Regions from separate parts of the Mus musculus genome. Here region 2 is linked to region 1. Evidence: chromatin contacts called from public HiChIP or PLAC-seq data. All regions are on one chromosome and are shown on one strand. Each heading gives the region's core, a stretch centred on a gene start, on an enhancer-like site or on the middle of the called end of the contact. The rest is flanking DNA. Distances are from core to core; before and after follow the strand shown. Region 1 holds the start of Tom1l1 (target of myb1-like 1 (chicken)). Region 2 holds the start of Kif2b (kinesin family member 2B).

What was found. HiChIP or PLAC-seq counts read pairs in DNA pulled down with a chosen protein or histone mark.
Region 2: an H3K4me3 HiChIP or PLAC-seq map of embryonic forebrain shows a contact between it and region 1, with 9 times the contacts expected there. The contact joins the promoter of Kif2b here to the promoter of Tom1l1 in region 1. A contact is called at or near these places in 10 of 39 promoter capture datasets (the 3T3-L1 cell line, the C10 cell line, cranial neural crest and 4 more), 1 of 484 Hi-C or Micro-C datasets (cortical neurons), 5 of 115 datasets of contacts at active chromatin or transcription factors (astrocytes, embryonic forebrain, embryonic stem cells and 1 more) and 1 of 9 other capture datasets (embryonic stem cells).

The regions. Positions count from the first base shown.
Region 1 is chr11:90,685,230-90,690,598 of GRCm38.p6, reverse strand. Tom1l1 (target of myb1-like 1 (chicken)) reads left to right here and starts at 2,998. Exons shown (of 16, transcript NM_001357543.1): 1 at 2,998-3,086. The coding sequence starts at 3,029.
Region 2 is chr11:91,575,094-91,580,462 of GRCm38.p6, reverse strand. It overlaps Kif2b (kinesin family member 2B), which reads left to right and starts at 2,908. Exons shown (of 1, transcript NM_028547.3): 1 at 2,908-5,177. The coding sequence starts at 3,008. The coding sequence ends at 5,014.

The DNA of each region.
Region 1 (5,369 bases), core at 1,749-4,248:
TCACGGCCTCAGTTTGAATCAAAGAGAATCCCTTAACTACTAAAGGTCGCACTCGGGCATTCGCTTCAAGTGTTGGCAGTCATACAGGCTACAGAATCAGACAAGCATAGTTCAAAATGTAGCCACGCCATTTAACAGTTCTATCTTCCTGAATCTCAGCTCATTTATGAAAATGAAATTTATGTCACAGTAATAAAAGATTTCTAGTTGCAGGCATTAAACACATTTTGAAAAGTAGAGTCTTGCTCATTTTTACCTAGTGTCATGACTTACACATATGAAAATGATTAGCAAGGCTGAGGAGAGGGCTTGGTGAGCGTGCAAGCATTTGCATACACGGCAAGTATGAGGACTTGAGTTTGAATCTTCAAAACCATGGGGCGGTGGCGGGGGGAGGGGGGGCGGGCAGTAGCATGCATCTGCAATCACAGCGATTCTGTAGTGAGGTGGGAGACAGAGACAGAAAACCTCCTGGGAGTTCCTGGACTGGCTGGCATGGCTTATGAGACTTGACAACAACAACAGAATTCTGAGGTTTACCTCTGACTAGTACACAAATACACACACACACACACACACAGAGAGAGACAGGCAGACAGACAGACAGACAGACAGACAGACAGACAGACAGACAGAAGAAACAGAGAGACAGAGACAAGGAGACACACAGAGAGTGTGGCACAGTGCATACCTACACACACTCACACACACACACATATTATACATAAGCATGTATTAAAGTTGCTTAGGGAGAATTCTTAAAACTGAAACTGTGTAAGGTTTCCTAGTGTCTACCAATTTATTCATGTATTTAAACGTTATTTTATTTTATATATGATAAGTAGTTTGCCTGCTTGCATTTCTGTGCACCATGTGTGTACCTAGTGCTCCTGTATGCCAGAAGAGAGTGTCATATTCCCTGGAACTGGAGTTGCCTATGGCTGTCAGCTGCCAGGTGGGTGCTGGAAATCAAACCCTGGTCCTCTAGAAGAGCAGCCAGTTCTTTTCATCACTGAGCCACGCCTCCAGCCCAGTGTTAGTTCGATATTTAATCCTTACTGTGTGTTTAGAAGAATCTTTCTTTTCTGACCTCAACTTGGCTGTGACTTCTAACAGCCTTCTCCCAGACCGCAGTGACATTGACTGGGTTGATAATCACGCCTGTGGAAGAACAGGATCATGGAGAAAGTGACAGAGCGTAGAAAGACATGGCTACAGACATCACGACATCCTGAAGGACAGTGGCTGAGAGAGATCAGTCATCAGCCACTGTGCCCAGGACACACTCCTTGCTACTATTCTTCCTGCTCTCCCTCAATCTTGCCATGTAAGGAAATCAGGCAGAGGAAAACCAAAAGCCTAACCACCCTCTCGGTAGAAGCAGGGATAAATGATCTACGGGGATCCTGGGTTCCATCCAACTTCTCTTTCCTGACAGAAAGTCATCATCACTTCAGCTTAGGCAGAACTTGACCTTCTCCTCTCCACCTCCTTTTAAAAAAGATTTATTTATTTTATGTATATGAGTACACTTGTAGCTGTCTTCAGACACACCAGAAGATGGCATCAGATACCATTACAGATGGTTGGGAGCCACCATGTGGTTGCTGGGAATTGAACTCAGGACCTTTGGAAGAGGAGTCAGTGCTCTTAACTGCTAAGCCATCTCTCCAGCCTTTGACTTTCTTCTTAATGTTGCCCCATCACACACGGCAATGAAGGCAAAATGATTTGCTAGGGACAGACAGAGATCAGGCTGCTGAGAGAGCCAAAAGAGGTTTTCAACATCAGCTGTAAAGACTACTTGACTGCCACAGTGGAGAGATCGCACCACATGAAACAGCTAGTGAGCCTGATAGGCATGTCCTATTTCAGGTAGGACTGACCTCATCATAAGAAACACCATCATAACAAAAATGCCGTATTTTACATTGTAGGATCCCGATGTTAACTCACTCATGGAGGAGGACAAACAGGGGGAGGTGGAGGAAGATTCCGGATCAATACAACAAATGATAGCCACTTGGAGCATAATGTAATTGGTTTTGACATCTATGCTAAAATATGGAAGACCAAAAACATGAGTCAGGCCAGGTCCTCCTGCTCTTTCTAGTCACCATTTCGGGGTGGGGGGAATAAACCCACTATTAATGTGAAGCTCAGTCCCAGTTAGCTACAGGAAGCAAAATCTACCAGCAGAGTAGCCCATCGTCTCAGGAGGCATCCTACAGATCAGAAGCATGGGTATCTGATGTTAGCCGTGCCGCGGAAAAGGAAAAAGAAATCTTGGTTCAAATAGAAACAGAGAGGTTTGGTTTCTTAATGTGGATTTACATACCAAACATATTTCCTGCCAGAGCCCCAGGAAAGGCCCCTCTCTCCTTTCACCATAAGGCTGGAAAGCAGGGTTCCTAGGAGATAGAGCTAGAAGCCAAAAGCTTGTGTGGTGGCGCCTCGTGGTCCCTCTTGGAAACGGGTGAAAAACAAAGCCCGGGCTCAAGGGAGGTCTTGGCTCTCCTAGACAGCCCATCCTCCTCCCAGTTCCGTAGATTTAAAGGGTAGGGCGCAAAAATCGGTTCAGGGACCTCCGGAGTGGTGATAGGCGAAGTCTCATTGTTCTGGAGGTGTGTGACTTGAGAGGTCTATGTCCTTGTCTGAATAAACCTTAGCAATAACCCTCGAGTCTGTGTTAGCAACTAATCCCACACTGTCTAGTCTCCAAAGAGAGGGGAGCGGTCTTCAGCCCTGCGGTGGAGATGTTGGAGCTGGACTCTGAGTTCGCAGGCCCGGGGTGCGGAGTCACATCACTCCACCCGGGCTCCCAGCCCACCTAGAGTCACGAGGTGCGGGAAGCGCCAGGAGCACGCGGCAGGTGCGCCAAGTCCCCCGGGTCCCCGCCCTGCTCGCTGCCTGGCGCCTCTCCGCGGCAGCCAAGCGCTGGAGCGGAGAGGAGGAGCCTCGGGCACGGAGCGGGTGGAGTCGGAGGGCGGTGGAGGCGGATTTCCTGGGAGGGCTCTCTGGAGCTACCATGGCGTTTGGGAAGAGTCACCGCGATCCTTACGCTACCTCTGTGGGTCACCTCATAGGTAAGGAGGCGCAGGGAGTAACATCCCGGCTGGCTTGGGGAACCGTGGGAGCTTTGCCGGTTCCACTCCATTCTCGATTGGAGGGTGGGGGGCGAGTTGGACCAAGTCGGAGGAAATGCTACCCTCCCCCGCAGCTTTCCCACGCCACCTGCGTGCCACCTGCGGCCACTTTCCACCTTTCTGAGTTTGGCTCACTCATACCAGAACCTCTCCGAAAAAAATGCAAAGTTCAAAATGCTGGGCGAGTGGAGCAAGCAGGTGGCCCGCAGCACAGCACTGCGTGGAGTATTGGGACCGCTGGGAGGAGAAAGTGGAAACTTCTTGACCCGGGGAAGGTTCTTCATAAAGTGCGTCGTCCACTCTCAGCACCTTATTGTTATACCCATTTTACAGACCAGAAAGAGAGATCTGAGACGCTAATTGACGTGATCTCACCCTGAGAGGCAGGTTTCTCCAAACCAATTTTCTCCAGCGCACAGCCCAAGCGATGTGAGCCGGCCTTTTGCTTAAAGAGGGAGATTGGGAGAGGGGCCGTCTGCAGTCACTGAGGCTCTTAGACCACGCATCACCCTCCAATCCAGCCAGCCTGGTCCTTCCTTATCCCTTGTGTTTGTGTTCTGAATTACAGAGGTGGATGCAGAAGTCACTGACTACATACAATTGGCTTTTTGCCACCTCAGCTCCCTTCTTTACCCTGCCCCCTCCCTTGGGGACAGGGTGTGGCACCAGGGTGTATTAATGACAGGCAAACTGTTGGGAACTTGGTGGGGTGATGAAATCCTATGAACCTGGTAGTTCTAAGACTCAGTCTCAGAAAGTTTAGATTGGAAGTAAGTTAAACTAACTGCTGCGGGGATGGGCCGCACCTTTGAACTTAAACCTGAGTTTCCACATCTTTACAATACTGCAAGAGAGCTGCCCTCTAGGAAAAGCACTGTAACTGCCCATCTCCTTGCTGAATAGTATGTCTTAGAACGAGTTCCGAGCAGAAATGGATCCTCGCTGAAGCTTCGCAGGCAAAAGGCACTTCGGCAATGTCCGATTATCCCTTAGTTTTGAAAACATTTAGAACTACTAGCTGGATGCCTTCGGGAAGGCATAGTCCCATCCCCCAGGGAACTTACCTGGTGATAAGGAGAATGGCCATATTCTGCAGCATCCACTGTTAAGATACCCTTATAATACTGAAAGATACCACGTAGTTTGCAAACAAAACTTTAAAAAAGGGAGAAACGAACTCGGCCACAGCCTTTGAAGTGTGAATAAGAGTTCTCTAGGAATGAGCATGTTGAGAGAAAGAAGTATCCAGATGGAAGAACAATGTGTGCCTAGCGACACGAGCAAGATGGCCCAGCTTTGTCCATTTAGAACCCCATTAAAGCCACACACTATGGTTTGCACCGTACATGGGTATCTTTGTCATAGATGCCAATAAGCAGGCAGACAGTACAGTAATGTTTCTCAACCTGTGGGTTGAGACCCTTTGGGGAAGGGGTTCCAATGACCCTTTCACAGGGATCCCCTAAAACCGTGGGAAAACACTGATATCTACGTTGCAATCTATAACTAGCAAAATTGCAGTTGTGAAGTAGGCAGTGAAAACAATTTTATGGTTGGGGGTCACCATAACATAAGGAAGTGTACTAAAGAGTCAGAGCATTAGGAGGGTTGAGACCCACTGCGTTAGCGGTTTTCTGACCCTGGTCCTGTGTCCTTAATGAAGTCATCTAGAGAAGGAAATGTCAAGGGTGTGAGTATGTAAATCTGCCTGGTGTAAGTTTGATGCCGGAAGCCATCTTGCTCTGTAATTGTGCTAGCTCTGCCTTTTTTTTTTCCTCACACCCCTCCCGATACATACTTTAAAAATATAAATATCGCAAATACCCTTGATTTGAATGCAAGTTCCCCATCATACTTGATGTGTGACCTAGGTTAATCTCCTTACTCTCTCTGAATTTCTCTTTCATCATCTGTAACCATGGGTTAAAAGAGAATAGACTTAGTGATGTGCTGTTCACCTCGTCCGTGTCTGCCCAGTAAGGCACAGATCTCTAGTTCTGGCTTCTGAAAGCCACTGGAGGCTGGAGATTTGTTGCAGGCTTTCGTAGTGGCTCACTCATTGCTGTCGAAACAGCAGCACTCTGGCCTTGGCTTCTGATCGATTCCTGAGTTACTGAGAATTGTTCAGGAGGAGAGAAAAGAAATCACTTTACCCTTTGGTAGCATAAACTTAATGGTACTTGTTCGTGCACCCTGACCCCCAAGCAGATTATTTCAAGGACA
Region 2 (5,369 bases), core at 1,659-4,158, 890 kb before region 1:
AGCCCAATTTGAGTGGTGCAATTCCTAGGCTGGTGCTTCTGGGTTCTATAAGAAATTTGGCTGAGCAAACCATGATCAGCAAGGAGAGCCTTCCATAGTGTTTACATAAGCTCCAGCCTCTAGGTTCCAGTCCTTCTGGAATTCCTGTCCTGACTTCCTTTAATGGTGGACCATGTTGTAGAAGTTCAAGTCAAATAAACCCTCTCCTCTTCAACTTGCTTTCCGTCATGGTCTTTCATCACATCAACAGTAACCCTAACCAGGACAACATATGTACATTTTGCATACTAAAAACTCACACCTCCTACTGCCTACCCTTCTCATCCCTTCTCCCTGTCATTGAGTCACTAGAAATCTCTCTCACATTCATTTCTGTACATTTTGTTTGGAACACACTGAGATAAACTTGGGCCATCTGTGTGACCACGCATTTGGGATCTCCTTTGGAGCCTGGAGAGGCTTTGTAAGGTCTTGGAGTCTCCATTGGAGGTTTTTATGACTGGGATTGAGTCTGGTTGGGAGAGTGTTTCCCCAGCTCTCCTAAAGCTGTAGATGGGATCCTCAGACTAATAAAAGAACTACTGTGTCAGCGAATAGCTGTAATCTCAGCCGTCGAGGATGAAGGCAGAATTACAGCCTTGATGTCATTCTCAGCTAAATAGCCAAGTTTGAGACTAATGTGTGCTACGTGATGTATTCTAAGACTCTATCTCAAAAATACTGCAAGAAAAATATAAGGCAGCAAATAGAATGGCAGTATTTACACAAGGCCTGTGAAATAACAATAAAATAATTTATTCAATACATTCAATGTATTTATTCAATACATTTATTCAATACATAACTATTGCTAATATGGTCAATTAAAAATTATAAAATGACATGGGTTTTTTTTCCTCCTTTTTCCATTGGTATTCAAGACTAATCTTCCCCCCAAATTGGGATTTTTTTTTTACACTTAACTAATTTATCAAGTGACCTAAGATTTACTAAATGTATTGACAATGACCACAAGGCGGTTATTTTATAACAGAACTTATTTCTATAGTGACCCTTGTTTCAAGAGAAAGCTCTGAGGACACTGTGCTACAGAATGTTTTCTCACAGCTGTGACTATGAACACACCCAAAGTCACCATGCAAAGGACAATGTGTACTGATGGAGTGGGGCTGGGCAGCGGGTGTCATCTTCTCTTTATAGATTATCCGAAAACTAAATATACTTTCCACTCACATGATCTTAACTGTTTTCTTATAAACTCTAACCTACTTACCCTCCTTAGCTACTTGTAAAATACTTCAACACACAAACACACACACACACACACACACACACACACACACACACACAGACAGACAGACAGAGAAGACAGGAAAGAGGGGGAAGGATGAAGAGAGAGAGGAGAGACAGACAGACAGACACAGAGGAGACAGACAGGAAAGAGGGTGAGGGAGAGAGGAGGGAGGGAGGGAGGGAAGGAAGGAGGGAGGGAGGGAGTCAGACAGACAGATAGATGAGGAGACAGTCAGAAAAGAGAGGGAGTGAGGGAGAGAGGAAGGGGAGGGAGGAGAGAGAGAGAGAGAGAGAGAGAGAGAGAGAGAGAGAGAGAGAGAATTTTGTTGGATCATGGAAGGCTCTCCTTTAAGATAATGAGTCCAGAGGTGTAATTACTGGTGGGGTTTTCTGTTGTAATTACTAAACTCCTCTCAACCTCTGCAGTGACAGGAATCCCAATAACATTCACTTTGTACCTGTCAGGAAGCACTTGGGATGCGATAAACATCTTGTGTTTGCAAGCTCTGGTGCTGTAGCAAAGTTCTGCCTTAACAAACTACAGTAATGACCTGCTCTCTTCAACTCGTTCTGATTTTGTAATGAGAAAGTCCATTAAACTTGCATAACTTTATGCTGTGTGCATTAGACAAGCATGGAAGAAGGTGGCACACTTAGAGCATTCTTCAACAGTGTCTTGTTGCATTTTTTCCCTAAAATCCCAGATTTGTAACACTCCTTACCTGTATCTGTTCGCACTGATCCCTAGAGTGCTCAAGGGGATTTCATAACTGTGCTTAAACTCAAAACTACAGATGTCAGATTCTCAGGGGGAATGGATATGTGCAAAGCATAAGTTTCCATGGTGTTTACATGGACCAAAAGCACACTTCCACGACTTTTTTCCAGACCTCATTTCTCTTGCCTCTGTCTGTTTCTGCCTCTGTCTGTCTCTCTGTCTCTTTCTCTGACTCTTTCTGTCTCTCTGTCTCTGTGTCTCTCTCTGTCTCTGTGTCTCTTTCTGTCTCTCTGTCTCTGTCTCTCTGTCTCTCTGTCTCTGTCTCTCTGTCTCTGTCTCTCTGTCTCTGTCTCTCTGTCTCTCTGTCTCTGTCTCTGTCTCTGTCTCTGTCTCTGTCTCTCTGTCTCTGTCTCTCTGTCTCTGTGTCTCTCTGTCTCTTTCTCTGTCTCTCTGTTTCTGTCTCTCTCTGTCTCTCTGTCTCTGTCTCTCTGTCATCTCTCTGTCTGTCTCTGTCTGTCTCTGTCCGTCTCTGTCTGTCTCTGTCTGTCTCTGTCTGTTTCTGTCTGTCTCTATCTCTCTGTCTCTGTCTCTGTCTCTGTCTCTGTCTCTCTCTCTCTCTCTCTCTCTCACACACACACACACACACACACACGCACGCACGCACGCACACACGCACGCACGCACACACGCACGCACGCACACTCCTTAGATCCACCCATGCTCACTGGCAGGGCAAAATCTGTTTCAGCTGTCTCTGCCCTACCCTAACACAGATGTTAACACGTCTTCACCTACAGACCCCCATCTCTTCAGCACCATTCTTTGGTCCCTTTGTGACGAAAGGACCCTCAGCCAATACCCAGGTGCCTGGCTCACAAAGGCATGAGCAACACACATCAATGCTCGAGCTCTGGACATTCAGGCTGGCTTGGACTCCGGTCCTGTTGTGCCAACGCCAAGAGGCTCAGAAAACGAGCCCTGGTAACTCCACTCACCATGGCCAGCCAGTTCTGCCTTCCTCTGGCCCCACGCCTCTCACCCCTTAAACCTCTGAAATCCCACTTCACAGACTTCCAGGTTGGCATCTGTGTGGCAATCCAGCGCAGTGACAAACGGATTCACCTGGCTGTGGTCACAGAGATCAACAGAGAAAACTCCTGGGTCACAGTAGAGTGGGTTGAGAAAGGAGTCAAAAAAGGAAAGAAGATCGAACTGGAGACTGTACTTCTGTTGAATCCGGCTCTGGCCTCTCTTGAACACCAACGGTCACGTAGGCCCCTGCGCCCAGTGTCTGTAGTACCATCTACTGCCATTGGAGACCAGCGTACAGCCACCAAGTGGATTGCGATGATCCCACACAGAAATGAAACACCCTCAGGGGACAGCCAAACCCTGATGATCCCCAGCAACCCTTGTCTGATGAAGCGGAAAAAATCCCCCTGCCTACGGGAAATTGAAAAGCTGCAGAAGCAGAGAGAGAAGCGCCGCCGACTGCAGCTAGAGATCCGAGCTAGACGAGCCCTTGACATCAACACTGGAAATCCGAACTTCGAGACTATGCGCATGATTGAGGAGTATCGCAGGCGTCTAGATAGCAGCAAGATGTCCAGCCTGGAGCCCCCAGAAGACCACCGGATCTGTGTGTGTGTGAGAAAGCGCCCTCTTAATCAGAGAGAGACGACGATGAAGGACCTCGATATCATCACTATTCCCTCGCACAATGTAGTCATGGTCCACGAGTCTAAACAAAAGGTGGACCTGACCCGCTACTTGGAAAACCAGACCTTCTGTTTTGACCACGCCTTCGACGACAAGGCATCCAATGAACTAGTTTACCAGTTCACCGCCAGGCCTCTTGTGGAGTCCATCTTCCGAAAGGGCATGGCAACTTGCTTTGCCTACGGGCAGACTGGCAGTGGAAAAACCCACACGATGGGCGGAGCCTTTTTAGGAAAGGCCCAAGATTGTTCTAAAGGCATTTACGCCCTGGTAGCTCAGGATGTCTTCCTCCTACTAAAAACCCCAGCCTATGAGAAATTGGAACTCAAAGTCTATGGGACCTTTTTTGAGATCTATGGTGGCAAAGTGTACGATCTGTTGAACTGGAAGAAGAAACTACAAGTCCTGGAGGATGGAAATCAGCAAGTCCAAGTGGTGGGGCTGCAGGAGCAGGAGGTGAGCTGTGTGGAGGAAGTCCTGAATCTGGTGGAGCTCGGGAACAGCTGTCGGACTTCCGGTCAGACCTCGGTCAACGCCCACTCCTCCAGGAGCCATGCTGTGTTCCAGCTCATTCTCAAGGCTGGAGGGAAGCTGCACGGCAAGTTTTCCCTGGTTGACTTAGCTGGGAACGAAAGGGGAGCAGATACTGCCAAGGCCACCCGGAAGAGGCAGCTGGAAGGGGCTGAGATCAATAAAAGTCTGCTAGCCCTGAAAGAGTGCATCAGGGCTTTGGGTAAGAACAAGTCTCATACCCCATTCAGAGCCAGCAAACTCACGCAGGTGCTACGGGATTCCTTCATAGGGCAGAACTCCTATACGTGCATGATCGCGACAATCTCACCCGGGATGACTTCCTGTGAGAATACTCTCAATACTTTAAGATACGCCAACAGAGTCAAAGAATTAGCTTTAGAGGCAAGGCCCTACCATCACTGTGTCTCTCCACCTGGCCATGAGGTACCACTGATGATAGAAAACGACAATACGAATTCGGGAAAGTCCCTTCAGAGGGATGAAGTTATTCAGATACCTACTGTAGAGAAAGAGGAAGAGAAAGAAAGTGATGAACTCACATCAAAAAAGGAGCCAGCAGCTTCATGGAGCAGGTCCAACCAGTGGTGGGAGGCCATCCAAGAAACGGCTGAGGGAGTCAACGGTGATGTGGATTTTTGCATTGCGCAGTCTTTGTCTGTTTTGGAGCAGAAAATCGGTGTGCTGACTGATATCCAAAAAAAGCTCCAATCACTACGAGAAGACCTCCAAAAGAAAAGCCAAGTTGAGTGACAGCAATGATCAGAGATCAGGAGTGAGATCTTGGATACAGTTCTGACATTTCTACCTCTTGTTACAGTAATCTGTCCAAATTATCTAAGCATAAAGGTCCCCTTGGAGAATTTACATCTTAAAGCACCCTGGTCAAAAATGTGGTCTTCTCTTCTGCCTCTGTATTTCCGTAGTTTGCTTTCATTCTGTGTGTCGCTGGGTTAGACCCTATGAAGATTTTCCCTACCCCAATCCATACTGACAACTGGTGGTGTTAAGAAACATTTTGATTAGGCCTGGAGTGGTGGCGCTCGCCTTTAATCCCAGCACTTGAGAGGCAGAGGCTAGGCGAATTTCTGAGTTCGAGGCCAGCCTG